2 separate regions of the Anas platyrhynchos genome follow, and region 1 is linked to region 2. A link is a contact called in public Hi-C data. All regions are on one chromosome and are shown on one strand. Each heading gives the region's core, a stretch centred on a gene start, on an enhancer-like site or on the middle of the called end of the contact. The rest is flanking DNA. Distances are from core to core; before and after follow the strand shown. Region 1 overlaps OTUD7A (OTU deubiquitinase 7A). Region 2 overlaps KLF13 (KLF transcription factor 13).

Region 1 (5,588 bases), core at 794-3,293, 58 kb after region 2:
CAGCCAGCCGTTCTGTGAAAATTAGTGTCTGAATAACAGGGAAAGGCAAGTTAGTGCTCCTGTCAAGGGGTCTGCAGCTCAGCTTCCCTGGTTGCATTGACTAGCAGAGCGGCTGGCCAGTGTATAGAGCCCAGCCACTGCATTGGAAGCATCCTCAGTGCTTGCTGCCTCTCAGCCAGGCGGGAGACAGCCTAGAAAGAAACTGCTACCACTGTGATGGGAAGGAAGCGAGGTTCTGCCGAAAGCTGTGAGGGGGATGCAGCACACAAACCTGTCTGCAGTAATATTTCAAAATACACGATGTTCACAAAACAACTTACATAAATTAATGTTCAGGTTCCTGTACATGAAAACTGAAGTTACAATGCCTCAGAGCTAAACAACTTGCCTGACATGTTAAATATTAAACTTAAGCAAACAGACTGAAGAATACAATGACATATCTATTTGTTCTTTATCTATTTGTTCTTACTGGAAATACAATGCAGGTAAAACTGATGCAAGGAGTGTGAGTTCCGAGTTAGGTTTTAGATAAGGTGATAAAGCATCTTCTTGAAAATGCAGTTACAAGGATCCTAAGAACTTTAAAATTTGGCTGCATTTATTTAGTCCTGCAAAACTTAGTCTTGCATTCAAACATCATGAAGCTATAATCTGCTGAAGTTAAGTTCAAAACATGCATACAAAACATAATGAAGTAGAATAGCTCTGGAGATGTATTTATTTCCACTACAGAAATGTGCACCTCTTGTCCCCGAGTGCTTAGATGTTGTTTCTCTAGAATCCCTGAGCACCTCGTCAACCAGCTGGGAGCAGAGCTGTCACTTGGCAAAGGTGGAAATGAATGCTGAAGTGACTTGCCCATGCTCGCATGGCAAATCCAAAGCAGGGAGAGGCAACCCTGGTCCCACAGGTTTCAGGTTCACAGCTTACAATTACAGGACCATTTTGCCTCTCCTTTTTCTGATGTGGTGGCTACCACATTAGGGTGAAACTGTAGAAAAATGGATTTTTTTCCCCTCCTGCAGCTTGTTAAATCCTGTCTCCTTTTGTGTTGTGTTCCTCCTTTCAAATACCATCTGTGTAGGCTGTCTAAATCACCTTCATCCTCTCCTAGCAACCTTTTGCCTCTAGACTAACCTCTCAATCTATTCAATGTAATTTGCAGAGAAATTTGCAGCTGACAAGGTGCCAGCTGGGCACAGTTCTAAAGCAGTTTTCTGAAAGAACCAGGCTCCAGTTCAGTGCCAGTCTGCGGCCTTTTGTCAGCCACTCTACACTGGGAGCTGTCCAGGAGTCCAAATCTGTTCTCAAAAACAGAAAGGATGAGGGACTGGTGACATAACAGTGGCACCAGGAGAGCAAGCCAAAGTTCTGAGAAAACTGGCCAGAGAAGGATTTTTTTAAGGTTTTTCTGAACTGAAATAAATAAAAGAAAGATAAAGCTAGAAAATACACTTCAGAACAGAAATACGAGTTGCAAAAATGTACAAGTAACTGTTTTAAAAACAAAAACCTATAAAAGCTGCAAGCCAGATGGCAGTGACAATGTGCCACAAGTGACTTGCCTCTGCTGCTAGGACACTAGGTGGTTCTAGGCAGCTGCCCAGTCCATGCAGCCTACTCCACACAACACCCTGCTGTACCTCGTTATCACTGATTTGGTTTAAATTAAGGAAAAGTTTACCTTACCCGTGTCTCAGATGGTATGCGTATCCATGTTACATTCATATAGCTGTGCAGAAGATTAAGCTTTGCCTCGAGAGACAGAATCAAACTAAGGATGAAAACAGAAGGGAACAAACAGTCAAAAACACTCCAAAAGAGAAAGCAATACTTCACAGGGAGAGGCCGCACTGCTCAGCGTAACAGCAGCCTCCCACGCAACCAGAAGACGTGAACAAAGCCCTCTCTGTTAGCAGTTCTCTCAATACTTAGATCAGGTATGGCTCAAGACATTTTACTGCTTAATACTGAAGTTACAGAAAGGTCTTACTTGGCCAGTCTGGTGTTATCATTGTCATCTTTTCCCCACTCCCAGTCTTTCCCAGGATCAACCGCAAAGTGCAAAGGCAGTAGCTTGTGTTCAGAGTCAGTCAGGGGGATCACCGCTGAAGTAGAGAAGAAACAAGGATTGGAGGGGAAGGAACAAAAGACCTAGCTGTGAAAAGCACTTACAAATAAGAAGGGTAAAGAAAAAGGCCAGAAAACAAATGTGCTGCAGAATTGTCTCATCTGTATTTAAATGCTTGTGTGATAAAGAGGGGAGGGAGGGGGTAATGCACTGATCGCTGCTGGCATGAAGGATAGTCACCAGTGGAGGAGGGGAGACCTCTGGGAGAACAACATTGCCATTTTGTAATGCACAATAAACATTTCCTGGAGACAGAACATCAGAACAGTACAAAGCAATAAAATGTTGAAATATTCCACCCGTCCTGCCTCTCACACAAACGCTCACACATGGTAATTATTTTGCCTTTTCAGGTTAGTACCGTTTGGTTTTCCACTGTCAAAGAATAAAGATAGCAGCATTATGTGACAAAGCAAAAAGTAGTTACAGGGCTTTGGGACTCAAACTGTGAATTAGTGTAATTGAAGAGCAAAGATCAGCATATAGATGGGCTAAGAGGTCAGGTTAAGTCCTGTCTTGCGTGCGGTGTTAGGACCATTACCGCTGTTATATCCCAGCATTACTGTCTGGGTGTTTTAGCGCTTCTGTTCTCTTGCCTCTGCTAGAGCTCTCTGCCTTTTAACATATCTCAATGACTCTGCTTTATACTCAGCATGAGAGGGACTGCAGGCTGGTTTTACAGAGTGTCTATCATTCATCACCAATAAACTAAGAGAAAAGCACCGTCAGCTTTAATTAAAGCCAACAATTTGCTTCCATTTCATTAGAAAACACACTTAAAGCTGTTGAGGGACTGGGGTGGATCCTCAGCACGATGCAGGTCACTGCTGTTCCTCTGACAACCAATGAAGGAATCTAATTTTCTGTACTGTAGGCTTTAAGGACTTTGCCTGCGTAGTCATTCCAGCCAAGCCAAGCAGCAAAGAATCAGGGAGAAGTCACCCAACAGCATGGCAGTGATTACTGAAAGTTTATTGCACTTACTGCTTATGTGTTGCTTACAGTATTTCCTGCATTTCAGAAAATACATGTTGTCAAAAACAAAGGCACAGTATTTTTGGTTAAGCATTGCTCTCCCCTAGCAACATGCAGGAAATATAATCTGCATTTTTGATTGGCATGGTGAAGTCAGTATTAGGTTCAGGCAGCCTCACAACAACTGCAGAAAATACGCTTATTTTTCATCTTCTCTGCAGGTTGGATAACGAAGCCATAAACTCTACAAGTGTCGGGGAAACGTTGCCCCCTACTGTTTATTGTAAGTAATTTCTGAAATATTTTCCCCCTATTAACTAACTGCAAATACAGTATAGAACAGCTGGAGATTCATCAACTACAGCTGCCCACGTTCCTTTAAGATACGAGCACAGAAGTGAATATTGTAAGGGAATTTAGCTCCAAAGGAAACTCAATGGGAATAACAGAGTCCAACTCTATACAGCGCAAAATACACTGTAAAGCTCGCTGTTGAAGCACAAGAGCATAAAGGTAGAGCAGGGGTGGGAACTGAATCATTTTTATTAACACTTATTGTTGTAAATTTGAGGGCTTACCCTACTGCATTCCGTGCAGTTTTTGCAGCAAAAGGGGGTGGAATAACTGAGAACACAATTAACTGATGGTGTTTCTAAAGGAAATTGGATATTCTGCCAATTAAGTTAATTATACAGAGAGCAGGTACTGACTGGATTTACCAATGACCTCACGATGCAATATATCTACCACCTAAAGGAAGAAGGCAACTTAGGAAAGTGCTGCATGGTAAGCTTACAGCCTAGCAGGGCCCTTCTGCTAGCACCTGGCCACATGGCTACAACCCAGGAGAGAACCAGAAGAGTGATCCTGGGGCAGGCAGAGGGGGCAAGCTCGGACCTAAGAACTGCTATAGAGTGTATTTGCCTCTTTGAAACAAAGCCTTAGAAAGTCAATTTGATTTTCTTTTCTGACAGCATAACGCTAATTAGTTTTCATGTAGTTCAATAATTAATAATTTACAGAAACAAATTTTAAAGGAATCCTTTCTAAAGCTAGCTGTTTCGAATAGCTAAATGATGCTAAAAATGCACCTTTTAAAATGCTTACTGATAATAAATTTTATTAAAACCTTAATTTCTAAGTACAAAACAAAGCTTAGATGTGATTGCCTATAAAGTGTCACTGTTACCTTATTTGCATGGTATGACATCACGGTCTCCATCTTTACACAGGAATTTATGTTAACTAAGTTTCTCAAACTGAGTGGAATAGAAGCCATATACTCATTTTCTTATGGGTAGTTTGAGGTTGGTATGACACACTATCATCTTCCTGCAAAAGGTATCTTCTAAAGTAATTTTGGAGTTTTAAAATTCTAAAATTTATAATTTTAAAGTCCTAGTGCTAACAGATGGAATATGTCAAAAGTAACAATGATTATTTCCTCCATGTCAGTTTGAAGACACACACCAAGGACTTTCTTGCTATTCTTAAGTTTGGTGCACTGCCTTCCATGCTGTGAAGTCACAGGGTTTCCTAGCACTCATTTTCATTGGCATGAAAATGGCATTGTTTTTCTTCTTCATAAAAGAACACTAAGCATTTCTCAAAACCCTATAAAAGCAAAATGCTGATGCAGATGGTGATGTACTGCTGTTAAAAACCACCGTCAGGACTCTCATGCTTGTTATTGCAACCTGGCAGTGGGGAGCTGTTTCACTGCTGGCTGGCTGACAAAGGGTGGGAGTGTGGGAGGCTCTATGTTCAATGAAGCAGTCTTAGGGGAAGCTAAGAACCAATCTTTATTTTCCATAATCAAAGCTATAAAACACCTGCATAAACAGCCTGAATATGAATATAAAAGTATTTACAGGTTTTTGATCAGATATTAAGAGTATAAATATTGCGACCCTAAGTTATGAATGACTGGGTTATCAGAGACGTACTTCCATTTAAGAAGTCATAGCTTTACACTCTCAGCTGCATTCTAGGAGGTCAAAATCTGGCCATGTACGGTGGCACCTGTGCCACCCTATTCTGACCCCTACTGCTGCGGCTCTCCCTTCCTCTATGCCAGAGCTGCCAAAATCTCTATGTTGGCAAGATACAAGAAATGGGCATTATTAAAGCATCCTTGTGCCAATCTATTTCCTGTCAGAGCATTTGAAGAACAACAGTAATGCTGTGTTAGCTGTTAGCAGTCTCTAACAGCAACAAGCTTTGCAGCTGAAAGCTAAAGCATTCCCTTCATCCCAGATTTAATACCAACTGCTTTGCTGCTCCACAGAATTGAAGCCTGTGTATTCAAGGCCCTGACGTAAAAACGTGTAAAATCTGATCATACAAAACAAATATATTTTGAATCAACAGACCTCGTAATTAACTGCAATGAACTTATACATAAACAAAGCCAATATTTGATGTTACTAATGCTGTACTGGATATTCGGGAGCTTTTTCTCTCCCAGCACCTTTCCTTT
Region 2 (5,310 bases), core at 2,202-4,701:
GAGTGGGAGGTCAGAGAGACCGGGAAGGACAATGGATCGTCATTACTCGTGGTAGCTAGCATTTTGGCAGACCTGAACCAGCACATCCCCAGCTCACCCGCTCTCAAAATGGAAAAAACAGAGACCTTTGGTATCACAGAACAAATACACATTTCTATCGCTCCTAAGGAGTTTGGGGAAGAAAGCGTGTCTTCGGCTGGTAAGCGTGGAGGAGGAAAAGCAGCCACACCTACTAGCCTGGCTGCAGTAACTGAGCCAAGCCCCAGACAAAAGAACAAACGCGGGAGAAGCTGGACTGACCCCGGATCACCCCAGAAAAAGCACAAATGCCACTATGTGGGGTGTGAAAAAGTTTATGGCAAATCTTCCCATCTTAAAGCTCATCTAAGGACCCACACAGGTTAGTTGCAATCCAGCCAAAGATTTATTTGTTACAGCTCGGTAATTAAGATGTTGAAAAACAAAAACAAACTTGTATTTGGCCACCATTACGGTTTCATCTTTCAGAACTCAAGCTTGGAAAAAAACAAAAGCCCTCTGGGAATAAACCCTTACTGGGCATAGATTCAAAGCTAATGTTGCCTTTTATTACTTAATATCACAGGGAACAGTGCGTGGGTCATCTGTGTGGATCCTACCACACTGTAATTTTTAGTTGTTTTTCTTGTTTGGTTCATCTTTGACTTCCCCTTTACAATGCTTCTTACCTCCCCCATCTACTTTTTCCAACACTGTGCGCCTGTCAGTACCTTTATACCCGCTTATCACTTCCCATACAAGCATCAGTACTCTTAATAGTTTAAAATTAAATGTTTGAGAGGCACCCGAATGACCGTGTTTCTGTTTCTTTCTTTAGAAGGCAATTTTGTGAAGCTAGAGCAGGCAGGAAGGCAGCCGAGAGGCTGAATATGAGTCACAAGGAGATACTGAACATAAATGTAGAGGGACATGGGCAGCTTCCGAAAAAGCTTTTAGCAACTGGGTAAAACTGATTTCAACAACAACAATAACAAAAAAAAAAACAAAAACAAACAAACAAACAAAAAAAAACATTTGAATGCAAACAGTATCTCTTCCTGATTAGTGTTCACTTGCAGGTGAAGTCTCATCTGACTGCTTCTTTGTTGCTATCGTAACTTACCAGACATACACACCTAAAAAAAGTTGAAGTCTTGCGAGCACCATAGAAGTTACTGAAAGAGTTAGGAGTACTAGATTGAAAAAGGCCCCGTGACGTGCCATACTTGGTGCCTCTGCCTTCTGTCGTGGAACAGGACGGCCTACAGCTGCGCAGGGAGCTCCAAAAACCGAGGAGACTGATCTCGGCTGGAGACACTGGTCATAGTATCTATGACAAAGCACCACACAGATGAGAACAAACTTAGGTGAGCTGTCCAACTGAGTTACTTCAGACAACAAATTAGTCGACTAAAATCCGTGATCAGTTTCTGTATAAAGGACGTTAAGGAAAAGATCCTCAGAACTACACCTTACAAATGACTCCTGAACCATCGTAGCTCAGAAGTGGCAGCCTCACCCACACCAAACAAACCTCTTCAAGCGTACCTAGCTTTTCCTGCTGCCTACCTAAGATGAAGGAAGAGCTGTTCTAAGCTGAGGATGTTTGCTTTCTGTGGCAGAGAAGAAAGCCCCATCAAGTTTAAGCATATAGATGGACAATTCCCCATGCGGCGCGGCCGAAGGAACAGCATGTTCCTGGCACCCTAGGCAGCCTGCCCTGCTTTGCGCTCTGCGGCTGTGCCTTGCCTGTTCGGAGTTCATGAGAAAAGGTGCTTGCTCTCAGGGAATTTTCTCCATTGACTTTCAGTTCTTTTGCACTTATTTCTGGCCTTTGCCATTGTCCTAGAAGCAAAAGATAAACTTAGCCGTGTTTCTGGGCTCTCAAACCAACTGGAAGCCACGGCAGGGAACTCCTCTCCCCGATGAAGAGGAGGCTGGGCCACGTCCGCCCTGCAGGGAGAGGAGCGGGGGGAGTCGTGCGCCAGGCTGCCGCTGAGCCGAGTCATTCGAGGACACTGGCTTGCCTCCAGGTTCTCTCAGTTTTTTGTTGTCTGTTTTTTTTAACTCTTCACTTCCTGTATTTTTTCCAGATCGGCAGGGCTTAATTCATTCTTGCTGTAGCTAACGGCGCAGAGGAAGAGAACCATGTGTGTGAGAGCTAGAGAAAAAGCGGGGAAGGGACTGGTTTTGCCCTGGGAGTGGCAGGACCCTCGGGGACTAGAGCTTCTTTGTTTTCTCGTGTCTCCAGTGTCTGTGTGGGAAGCTTTAAACAAAGCTGCCAAGTTTTCCTCCTCGCTGGCAACAGGTCTTTCTCTGTTTGGATTCTGTTTTAAACAGGCTTAAATGCTTCTTACTCATGTTGCAGAATGCTTTCTAGGGTGTTTGTGCTTTTTTGTTGTTATTGTTTTTTAAAGAAGTTGTGACAGGCTTGGAAAAAAGTTAATATGACACTTGGAAAAGCTAACAGAACATGCAGTGACTTCCAGACGGTTTTGTTTGTTTTAACTACAAAACACATAGTGGCTTTTACAGGATTAGAACAAGGGTCTTCGGTCTCCTCTGCTTTCCAGTGTCCATAAACTTACTTGGGTAACGCATACGCATCAGCCTGCCAGGGGTGTCGGATAATGGCTGCCGACCCCACCAGCAGCACACAAATGGTACTTTAAACCTTTCAGGTAAGCTGCTGGAGTGACTCCCTAACCCAGTTACTAAGAACCACTCAAAAACTTCTGCTATGGATTAAAACTTTTTCCATGTGCTGTATGCCTACCCCAGCCAGTAGTTAGGGGCAAACTGAAGAACAGTACTGCAGGCTACAAGATACTGATGATAGTGCTGGAGGTATTTAGATGGTGCAGTTTATGACTTGCTTTAGAAGCTCGCTTGTCGTTGTCTGCTACTGTGCTCACAAATTAAAGATTTTGCTCTTTGTGTTCAGAGCAAGGGCAGACTTTATTTTTGAGGTTGTAGTGTGGCAAAGAGATCCCTAACCTTTCAAGTGTTACTCAGTTAAAGCCAGTCCACATTGGTAGGGACTGCAAGCTGGCAGTGTTTTCTGGCTGTTTGATGGTCCACGTAAAATCTGATTGTTTTAGCCAGATTTTAATGCTCAAATGTGCCAAACATACACAGTAGTCTACAGGATGCTTGTTATCCTATTTCAAGCTGAAGAAACGAGGTGGAACAGCCAAGGAGGCATTATCTGCCTTTTGTCCTTAGCCCATCGCTTGGAGTACAGGGTTTTAGATTGAAGTTCCCTGTTAGATCTGAATGTGCTAGAACAAACTGTAGCGTCCTGTACACTAGCAAGTGAAACTAGCTCAACCTTCGGAATGCTTCTTCTTTACTAACTGAAGACAACCTTGAGCAAGGCAGAAAGTACTGTCAACAAAGTCTCTGGAGCCCTCCCCCCAGCGTACAAACCCTTCCCCTCCCCCTAGGTTTCTTTTCATGTTTATATTTTCCACCCCACCCTCTCACTGGATGTCCTGGAGTTTAACATGATCATCAGCCACAAAGCCCTTGAAGTTTTAATGTTTACCAGAAGGTTATATTTAGTGTCAGTGGGTAATGTCAAGTCCAGATTCTTTTCCACTGAGGTTCCCGTGGACCTCAGAGGCTGTGTTGTGATCCACAAATGCAGCACTCTGGCCCAAGCCGTAGTGATCCCATTGAGGCAAAAATTCCACTGGCTTACCAGTTTTAAAAAAAAAAAAATCCCTCCTGAGAAAACTCAAAATAGAAAGAGCTTTCAGAAAATCAGACAAACCATTTACATGACAAAGTTCTCCTTCCTCTTAAGCTGATTTTCAGTGTGGGCTCACTAAAAAGGTTTGGCAATTCTCTGGAGTCACTGGAAACCAGGTTGTCTCTGATAAACCAGTGGGAAGAAACAGATGGTGCAGAGCCTAATGGCTATCTCAGGCCAGGACCTCACAGAGCACTGTCAGGGCCTGCTGTGTGCTGAGAGGCTACAGGGGGCACCAACTTATTCAATTATACTACATACAAACACATAGGAAAAAAGACTACATTTTGGGCAGGGACCTGAAGAACCCTGTGTATTGCAGCCCTCCCCAAAATCACTGTGACCTCTAAGAGCTTTTAGCAATCTGCATTACACGCAGAGAAAGCACAGAAGAAAGCTTTTAATTCCAGCGAGATTTCTTCCTGAACTTACTAATTCTGCTTGCCGTCCACTACACCACAATGCAAGAGCAAGTTTCCAATTATTAGAATTGAATGTGTTTGTGCTGATTAGCATATGCTAAAGATGTGGCCACCAGTTGCAGTCTGAAATATTGCTGGGAGAGCCTGGCAGTGACACAAACCCATGGGCCAGGTGACTTCACGGTGGCTCCTTTGTGCTGTTGCTTAACTGTCATAGCTGCCTTCGCCGTGGCTGCCCAGGCATAGGAAGAGGAGGTGGCCACCCTGGGCGCATTGTTCTTGCTCACAGATGTCAGGTTAGGGCTTGTTGAGGAGAAAGTGGTCAAGGCTTTCGTTGGTCTCTAGCTGGCAGACTGACTTCGGGCAGTGACATTTTAATTAAACCTGCTTAACCTTGCAGTAGTCCAGCCTGATCTGCCAGAGGCACCAATTCAGGTAACTAGATTGAAGAAGGATGTGTTATTATTTTTATTGAAGAAGGATGTGTTATTAGTATCTATTATTTTTAGTCTAACTTTGATTCATTAAGTATTAACTAAATTTGAATAAGTAGAAGAAATTGACTTATTTCCATTCACTTGCTTATCTTAACTCTCTATAATGACAATTTTAAGGGCAACACTGAGAAACCCATATGAAAAAAAAAAAAGTAACTTAAGGACCCTTTCTTCTCGGTTACTATGTAATTTCCATAAGCAGAATTTTTCTAATGATTTCGTAACAGGGGTATATGAACATGGGGAAATTCATAATATGTTTGGTATTTGAAAGCAACCTTCTGAAATACAATGCAGTCATTCTCACAAGTGTAACAACAGCATAACAACTAGGTTAGAAAAATAAAGTATTTGACCTGTGTTTAGATTGGTAAGGTTTTAAAAAGGAGGATGGTTTTCACTTTCAGTTCTAGCAAATCTGCTTTGTTCTAACTACATTAAAGCACAGCAGCAAAGCACAACTTCTTTGAATCTGGTCCAAATCAAGGTGCCACCTAAGCTCATGTAAAGAAACTGATTGACAGACATTAGGAGAAGCAAGTTCACATGTCAGTGAAATAAATTTCATCGTATATTTTAGCACCTGGCAATTACCAGAAGCTTAGCTGGCTAGCTCAAA

Evidence for each region. A called contact is a pair of places that touch in the nucleus more often than the background predicts.
Region 1: a contact with region 2 is called in a Hi-C map of small yellow follicle, with 2.9 times the contacts expected there. The contact joins two enhancer-like sites. A contact is called at or near these places in 2 of 8 Hi-C or Micro-C datasets (skeletal muscle and small yellow follicle).

What each region holds. Positions count from the first base shown.
Region 1 is chr11:9,272,693-9,278,280 of IASCAAS_PekinDuck_T2T, forward strand. It overlaps OTUD7A (OTU deubiquitinase 7A), which reads right to left. Exons shown (of 16, transcript XM_038184715.2): 14 at 1,997-2,111; 15 at 1,693-1,777. LOC110354193 (a long non-coding RNA gene) reads left to right here. Exons shown (of 5, transcript XR_002405861.4): 3 at 3,331-3,392. Among named protein-coding and RNA genes, the nearest start is that of KLF13, 62 kb to the left of the region's middle. Within about 2 kb of position 2,044, at least 2 of the 8 cell types and tissues checked have an H3K27ac peak or open chromatin away from gene starts, as enhancers often do.
Region 2 is chr11:9,213,625-9,218,934 of IASCAAS_PekinDuck_T2T, forward strand. It overlaps KLF13 (KLF transcription factor 13), which reads left to right. Exons shown (of 2, transcript XM_005027978.6): 1 at 1-400. Among named protein-coding and RNA genes, the nearest start is that of KLF13, 2.9 kb to the left of the region's middle. Within about 2 kb of position 3,452, at least 5 of the 8 cell types and tissues checked have an H3K27ac peak or open chromatin away from gene starts, as enhancers often do.